Linked DNA regions of Mus musculus: region 2 is linked to region 1. The links are chromatin contacts, called in public promoter capture Hi-C maps. All regions are on one chromosome and are shown on one strand. Each heading gives the region's core, a stretch centred on a gene start, on an enhancer-like site or on the middle of the called end of the contact. The rest is flanking DNA. Distances are from core to core; before and after follow the strand shown.

Region 1 (3,665 bases), core at 631-3,130:
TCCAATTTTCTGGGAAACAGCCAGATTGATTTCCAGAGTGGTTGTATAAGTTCGCAACCCCTGCACCACTCGAGGAGTCTTCCTGTTCTCCACATCCTCACCAGCATCTGCTGTCACCTGAGTTTTTTATTTTAGCCATTCTGACTGGTGTGAGGTGGAATCTCAGGGTCGTTTTGATTTGCATTTCCCCAATGACTAAGGATGTTGAACATTTCATTAAGTACTTCTCAGTCACTCAAAGATTCCTTTGTTGAGAATTCTCTGTTTAGTTCTGTACCTCATTTTTAAAAAAATGGGCTATTTGGGTTTTGTTGTTGTTGTTTGGTTGGTTGGTTGGTTTTTTTGTTTTGTTTGGTTTTGGTTTGGTTTTTTTGGAGTCTAACTTCTTGAATTCTTTGTATATTTATATATTTTGGATATTAGCCCACTGTCTGATGAAGAGTTAGTGAAGATCTTTGCCCAGTCTGCCATTTTGTCCCATTGACAATGTCCTTTGCCTTACCAAAAAAAAAAGTTTTGTCCCACATTGCTGGACTTTTTTATCTGTTGATCTTTTGCTTGTATTATGGTTTCTGATTTTGTGTTTTTTATAGAGTTGTCTGTATTTGTGTGCTTCTATGTGTACATATCTCTGTACATTTGTGTTTATTGTGCTTTTCCTTTGTTTTATTTGTTTCATAGTTTTATTTTTAAACTACCTGTCTGTTTTCTAGAGAGAGGAAAAGGGCATGGAATTTCAATGGCGAGAAGGTAGGAGTGATTTGGAAGAAGATGGGGGAAAGAAAGCAGTGATCAGGATATATTATATGGAAAAACATTAAGTTTTATAAAGTATCATTGTATTCTATAAAAGAAAGAAATCTGAGTTAGACAGTTTGAACTAAAACAAAACGATTGGTGATATCCAGAATGAGTCTCTTTCCCGACTGATAAACTGTCCAACAATAAAATATTTATGGTCTTTTAATATATATATTTACATTTTCATGGTCTTCCCCTGAACTCAAAGATAATTACCAGATGACTCTCACTCAGTAGTGACTCACCTTGAAGACATGATCACATTTCTTACCTCTTATAAACGTACTTTAAAGATAAGTTTCAAGTTTAACCTTGCCATCATAAAATAATTCCTCAGTTCACACAGCTGTATCAGTGTATATAGGTAGATATTTATATGAATTACTATGATATGTGTCTTGTCCTAAATACGACCTTAACTTGTTAATAAATATAATATATAAAAAATCCTAATGTACCTAGTAGTCAAAAACAAACAAAACAAAACAAAAACAAAAAATCCACACCAAGGTCCCTTCTGTGTGTATCTCATCAACAATACACCATCCAGCTGTAAGTTAGCTTGAATTATTTACCTTTCTGTTACTCTCTTCTTGTTATTCAAAATACAGTAAATATCACTTCTAATGGAAAACAGAAAAAAAAGAATCACTTGGATTTGGTCGTACTTGGATTTGGATTTTTCACCTGAAGCTGAAGGGAGATGGGCGGACCTGATTGGAGTTAGGGGTGGGCCAGATAGGGGCGGGGCTAGGGGCGGGCAGAGCAGAAGGGCGGGGCTAGGGGCGGGCCGGATGGGGGCGGGACTAGGGGCGGCCCGGGTAGAAGGGCGGGACTAGCGGTGGACCGGCTAAGAGGGTTTGGCTAGGGGCGGGACACCCAGTAGGGCGGGGCCAGAGGTTGACTGGCTGGCGAAGGAGGAACTAGGGGGCTCTCCAGCCAGGTAAAGGACGGGGCGGCAGGCGGGTCCTGCTGGTAAAGCCCGAAGGAAGGGCGGGCCGCCAAGGCGAGGGGCGTGGAGAGGGCGGGGCTTTTCGGCGCGCTGACGTCAGACCAGGCTGCGACGCCGGCGGCCGTCCAGAGCTGAAGCGGCGGAGGTGTGTGTAGCGGAGCCGGGCCTGAGCAGACGCGGGCCGAAGCTCCTGGCTCAGCGGCGGCGGCTCCGGGGCGGGGGCGCCAGCGGCAAAGCCCCCTCCCCGGGGAGGCGGGGCCGGGCCGGCGCCTGGGAACCATGCATCAGAAGCTGCTGAAGAGTGCGCACTACATCGAGCTGGGCAGCTACCAATACTGGCCGGTCCTGGTACCCCGCGGCATCCGCCTCTACACCTATGAACAGATCCCGGTATCCCTCAAAGACAACCCCTACATCACCGACGGCTACCGGGCCTACCTTCCTTCCAGACTGTGTATCAAAAGGTACAGTGGCTGCTCCCTGCGGCGCATCCTCTCCTCTCACGCTTTTTGTCTGCTCTCCCCATCTTTCTCCGCTATTCTCTGTGCGCATCAATTCCTCACCTTTGGGCCCTTTATCTTTTTTCTGCTCTCTCTCCTCCGCGGGCCCTTGATCCACGAAATAACAATGATATTTACAGTGGTCATCGTTCCCTTCTCCATTGGCCCTTTGCTGTTTACAAAGCGCTTTTACATCCTTTTTTCCATTTGGTAATCACTGGGGATATGGGTTGGAATCTTCCCTACTGACAAAGGCCGAACCTTATTTGCTTTGTATACCTGAGCTGTGTTTCTAGGGCAGCTCTGTGGGGATTCAGAAGTGTTGGCCAGCTGAATGTCCATTCAATAGCAGACAGGTCCACATTGTTGTGCATATGTATGTGGGAAGCCCTGATTCATTCAATCATCTACCAAATGCGCATTGAGGCTCTGCTAGCTAATAGGCACTATACCAGTTGCAGAAGGCAGGCATGGTCCTCGTTCCCATGAAGCTGCTGAGGTCTAGCCTGAGTGGCAGACACTAAAGGGATAATTACACTATTACATAATAGTAATTGTGGAAAGTGCTGTGTAGGAGAAACCCTGTAGCAAAGAACTCTGAAAGGGGACAGCCAGACCAACAGAACACCTTAGAAGCCTCCAAACAACATGGGTTTGTTGATTTAGAGCTTTAAAATGAGAGTCTCAGAAGCTTCTGTTTAAAAAGAAAATTTTAAAAATGGCTTTGGTTTTCAGGGTAGTCTTCTGTCAGACCTCACTGTATGTACTAAAGTTTTTGCTCTATCAGAAGCATGGTGCAGCCCTCCAGGTCACTGGAGTGGCCATCTCTGCTTCCCACAGTGTGGGCTGTTGAATTGCCCAACTAGCAGCCACGTGTGCGTTTATTGATCTCTCCAGCACAGTCTTTCCCCATCCCATTTCTTTTTGTACTGCCTTGAAAGGATTTTTGTGGCCTTGTTTGAATGGATGACCAAGTGGATGTCACAATTTGAGTTTTAATTACTGCTTTATCTCCCCAGTGCTTCTGGTACATAATTAAGAAATCAGAGCTAGGCCCTGCTGTGGGGATGGAGGAGACAGGCCAGAAGTGGACTGCTGTGAATATTGTACCCACCCAGCAGTGCTCCTCTGCATTCTGATGTCTTGAGTCCAAATCTGAAGGAGTTGAAACCAGGACTTATAAAACGTTAGATCTTGAGTTGTTGAGTCAGATGCAAGTTCACAAACATGCCTCTTAACTGCTTCAGAAATTTGAGCAAGAGTTAACCTGTTGATTTTGAAGATAAACAAAATTTACGAGTGCCCAGCTTTTCTGACAGTACTACTTTGTCTTTTGTGGGGATAGTCTTCCTACAATGTTGATCTTATCCAAGTTGGACCTTTAGCCTCTCTTCTTCTAACTTTCAAGAGTC
Region 2 (3,665 bases), core at 733-3,232, 300 kb before region 1:
AACCCTACCATAAGTAAGGTTCAGTGTAAACGAGAAGAGGCAGGCACAAGTTGGGTTTGAAAGAGCAGTTTCTTAATAATGGTTAGGCGTGCGCTCCCTGAGGCTGTTTTGAGGTCAGGAGTCACTGTCTGGTGGGTGTGCTCAGTTTAAGATGCAGGAGCAAATCCTTATCCCTGGGCTCTTCCCCAAGATCCTGTTGCCACCAACACTGTCCAGCTCACAGCTTCCTATCTCATCAACAAGAGGCAGTGAACTTACACATTCCTTCTTCACTCTTTATAGTGTTCCACTCCTCTATTTAAAGTCAAGCCCCATCGCACAAATATCTTGTCATATAAGATCTTATCCAGACTGAATCAGACACACTGTGGATGATTACAAAGAAGCAAACAAAAAAAGTCTGTTAAGAGAGGAAGTGTCTGAGATGTCACAGGACTGGCAATCTTACATGGTAGACCACAGTAGATTGTGTAGACTTAAGACTCCTTGGTCAGAGACAAAGTCTCTAAGAGCCAGAGCATGAGCTTCTGCGCTTTCCTGTCCCCACAAGGTGGTGCAAGGTGGGTCCAAGGAGACCTGCCTGTGCTGTGCAATGAATGCATTCTGAAGAAGATCCTCTAGGGCACCAAACAGACACTCCCACTGCTCTGGGCAGGGTTCTGACCTCCCGGGCATTTACTATCAACAACAAAATCTTAAAGACAACTCACAGGACTGAAGCAGCTAGTTGGCCCATTCTCAACAAGTGCTGAATCTTGAGAGTACATAGGAAAGGGTCGCTCAACTTCCTTCCCAGCACCTTACCATAAATGTATTTCTAAAAGTCACAGCCACCATGTGACTGACCCCAAGTGAGAATTAAAAAGAAAAAGTGGGGGGTGGGGGTGGGGATAGCAAGGGAGAAACAGTGCTAGAAAAATCTTCTTGCTTTGTTTTTTTTCAAGGAGACCTTGCCACTGTAACAGGCAAACAAGGCATTATAACAGCTATTGGCTGCTGTTAATGCCTGATACAGGGAGCAGGCACTCCAGCTCTGAATTTGTCAAACTAATAGTGCTTCATTCTGTCTATGAGGCAGTGCCACTTAATAGGCAAGCGTGTTATGCTCTCATAATGGTAAAACTGAGACAGGGAGAGGGTGAGCAGCTTCCTTAAGGCCAGACAGCTTATATCTGGGAAATTTATAACGTGGCACCATTAGTAGTAGAAAAGTAATTTGCTATATGAGTTTAAATATATGCCATCTAAGTGTTAATACAGATATATTCTTACACACATGTAAGAATACCTGCACCAGAAATAACTGGGTCCTATATGCATAGTGGAGTGAATTGGGGGCCATTATTCTATGGCAGCTCATATATACAGCACAAAGTATTCAAAAGACAGATCCTTAAATAGTAAATACTTCCTAACTAGTAAGACTATTAAGCACATTGTCTAAGCTCTGCCACAACTTAAAAAGATATTATTGACCTAAATATTTGTAATTTTATGAGCTGCTCCAAGATACTCTAATTACAGAGACTTCCTAGATAACATAATGTACACTGTACTGCAAAACTCAAGTCACTGTACAAATGCGATTATTTGTTTTTATCATTTAAATATGGGATATTAATGATCTAGTGCAAGAAAGACTTTTTAAAGTGAGCATATTCAAAGCACGTGGCAAATAGCTGCTAAAATGGGGAAGATAAAAGCTCTCTAAGGGGTGGGGTGTTTTCATGTGTATCTGAGATGCAGCCTGTCACAGAGTGCCATAGCCATGAGTTTCATTTTAATCGGTACTGTGGTAGCAGATTGTCAGAGGGGTTAAGGATGATGTCAACCATGCCTCTTTTCAGCTCTCAAGAGTGTGGCAAAATGTATTATTTGGCATAGTCGTGACACAGATCTGCATGTGTATGTCTTCAATAATTCATGTTGCAGCTTGTCTCACTGTGGGGACAGATGTCAGTGAAACCAGTGACAGCCGATCATGCTGATCCCACACATAGTCACGTGGGGCCGATCCCACAGCGACACTGAGCTTGCTAGATACTTGCTCTGCTCCACTGGAGCTGAGAAAATACAGTGCAGCAAGTATGGGTCTAGGGATCCATGTAGGATTTCATGGGAGGAGTACATACTAAGATGTATCCCTGTTTTCATATAGTTTCTCAAAAAACTGAGTGCCATATATACCGGGGGATTAATGTGTGTGTGTGTGCATCTATCTATCTATCTATCTATCTATCTATCTATCTATCTACCTATCTACCTATCTACCTATCTACCTATCTACCTACCTACCTATCTATCTATCTATCTATCTATCTATCTATCTATCTATCTACACATACATAGAGCATGAAGAAATCTCAGAGTTCAAGGCCAGCCTGGTCTATAAAGCAAGTTCCTGACCAGATGTCTATCTATCTATCTATCTATCTATCTATCTATCTATCTATCTATCTACACATACATAGAGCATGAAGAAATCTCAGAGTTCAAGACCAGCCTGGTCTATAAAGCAAGTTCCTGACCAGATATATTCCATGTCAGCTAGAGCAGGGAGACACTGTCTCTGGAAACACACACACACACACACACACATTCATTATTCTTAACAAAATCAATTATTTGTGATAATGCATAGAAATATGTCTCCTACAAGTGATTCTATAATAGCAATCCTGACTAACCTGTCTACTGCCTCATGGTCATGGTATGTAACAAATGTGATATATTTAGAAGAGTACAACAGGCATTTTGACCTCAACAACTTATCTTTATTTCTCATCAAGACTAGTATTTTCTTTTAATATTAAACATTAATAAAAATGAATGTTTCAAATACTGTAAGAGCAACACAAACACTTATTGTGTATTGCTTAAAATATGGAATATAAAATGCAACATAGGGAAACTTTCCTTCTACCCAGATTACTGAAACCTATATGCATACATCTCTCACTTATGTTTCAAGGTAAAAAGGCCAGGCTAAGAAAATGTAGCTGAAGGTATACAAGTCCAGTTTCTACCTCAAAGCACTCATCTATTTTCACATAAAGAAATTCAAAGATGGAGAAGTCCCTAAATCCTCAAAAGTCCAAATGCTATTTAATATTTCTAACCCCCCAAGTTTACTACTTAAACCTGTATAATCTCTTACATCTAGAAACACCATGAGTATGTGTGCATGTGTAAATCATACATACGAATACATTTATGCAAGAAAATATAATTAACACCGAGCGGGCGTATTTTTGTGGTTACATGACATGTTCTTCTGCTATAGCTGACTTTCTCTTAGACAGAGGCTTTTAAAAACAAAACAAAACAAAAACAAAAAACAGGGCCTCAAAATGCAGCCTTAGGTGCCATGCCTCTGCCTCCTGAGTGCTGGGACTGAAGTCCTGCGGCACCATTCCTGAGGTGGGACAGAAGGCATTTTAGATAGCTTTTGAGTCATTTTTTCTTGATTCTATTATTTTGCAGGGTAAGTTACTGGCTTATTTTGAAGAGATCCCGCATCTGTTCTCTCTAGTCTAAATCTAGTACATTTAGGAAAAGATCCTGTTGGCCTGGGAGTGGTGGCTTACACCTATAATCCTAGCACCGAGGAAGCTGGGGTAGGAGAATGGCTGTAGTGTCAAGGCCAGCTTGGGCCTGCATGGTAA

What was found. Promoter capture Hi-C pulls out the DNA fragments that hold promoters and counts their contacts.
Region 2: a promoter capture Hi-C map of hippocampal neurons shows a contact between it and region 1, with 2.0 times the contacts expected there. The contact joins the enhancer-like site here to the promoter of Paqr3 in region 1. A contact is called at or near these places in 3 of 39 promoter capture datasets (embryonic stem cells, hippocampal neurons and pre-B cells), 1 of 15 datasets of contacts at CTCF or cohesin (pro-B cells), 8 of 484 Hi-C or Micro-C datasets (B cells, the C10 cell line, Sertoli cells and 3 more) and 5 of 115 datasets of contacts at active chromatin or transcription factors (bone marrow-derived dendritic cells and embryonic stem cells).

The regions. Positions count from the first base shown.
Region 1 is chr5:97,109,811-97,113,475 of GRCm38.p6, reverse strand. Paqr3 (progestin and adipoQ receptor family member III) reads left to right here and starts at 1,880. Exons shown (of 7, transcript NM_001359910.1): 1 at 1,880-2,217. The coding sequence starts at 2,033.
Region 2 is chr5:97,414,273-97,417,937 of GRCm38.p6, reverse strand. All of the region lies in intron 2 of 4930467D21Rik (RIKEN cDNA 4930467D21 gene), which reads right to left. Among named protein-coding and RNA genes, the nearest start is that of 4930467D21Rik, 24 kb to the right of the region's middle. Within about 2 kb of position 1,982, at least 25 of the 459 cell types and tissues checked have an H3K27ac peak or open chromatin away from gene starts, as enhancers often do. A contact at or near this core is called in hippocampal neurons and pro-B cells, where this site is marked.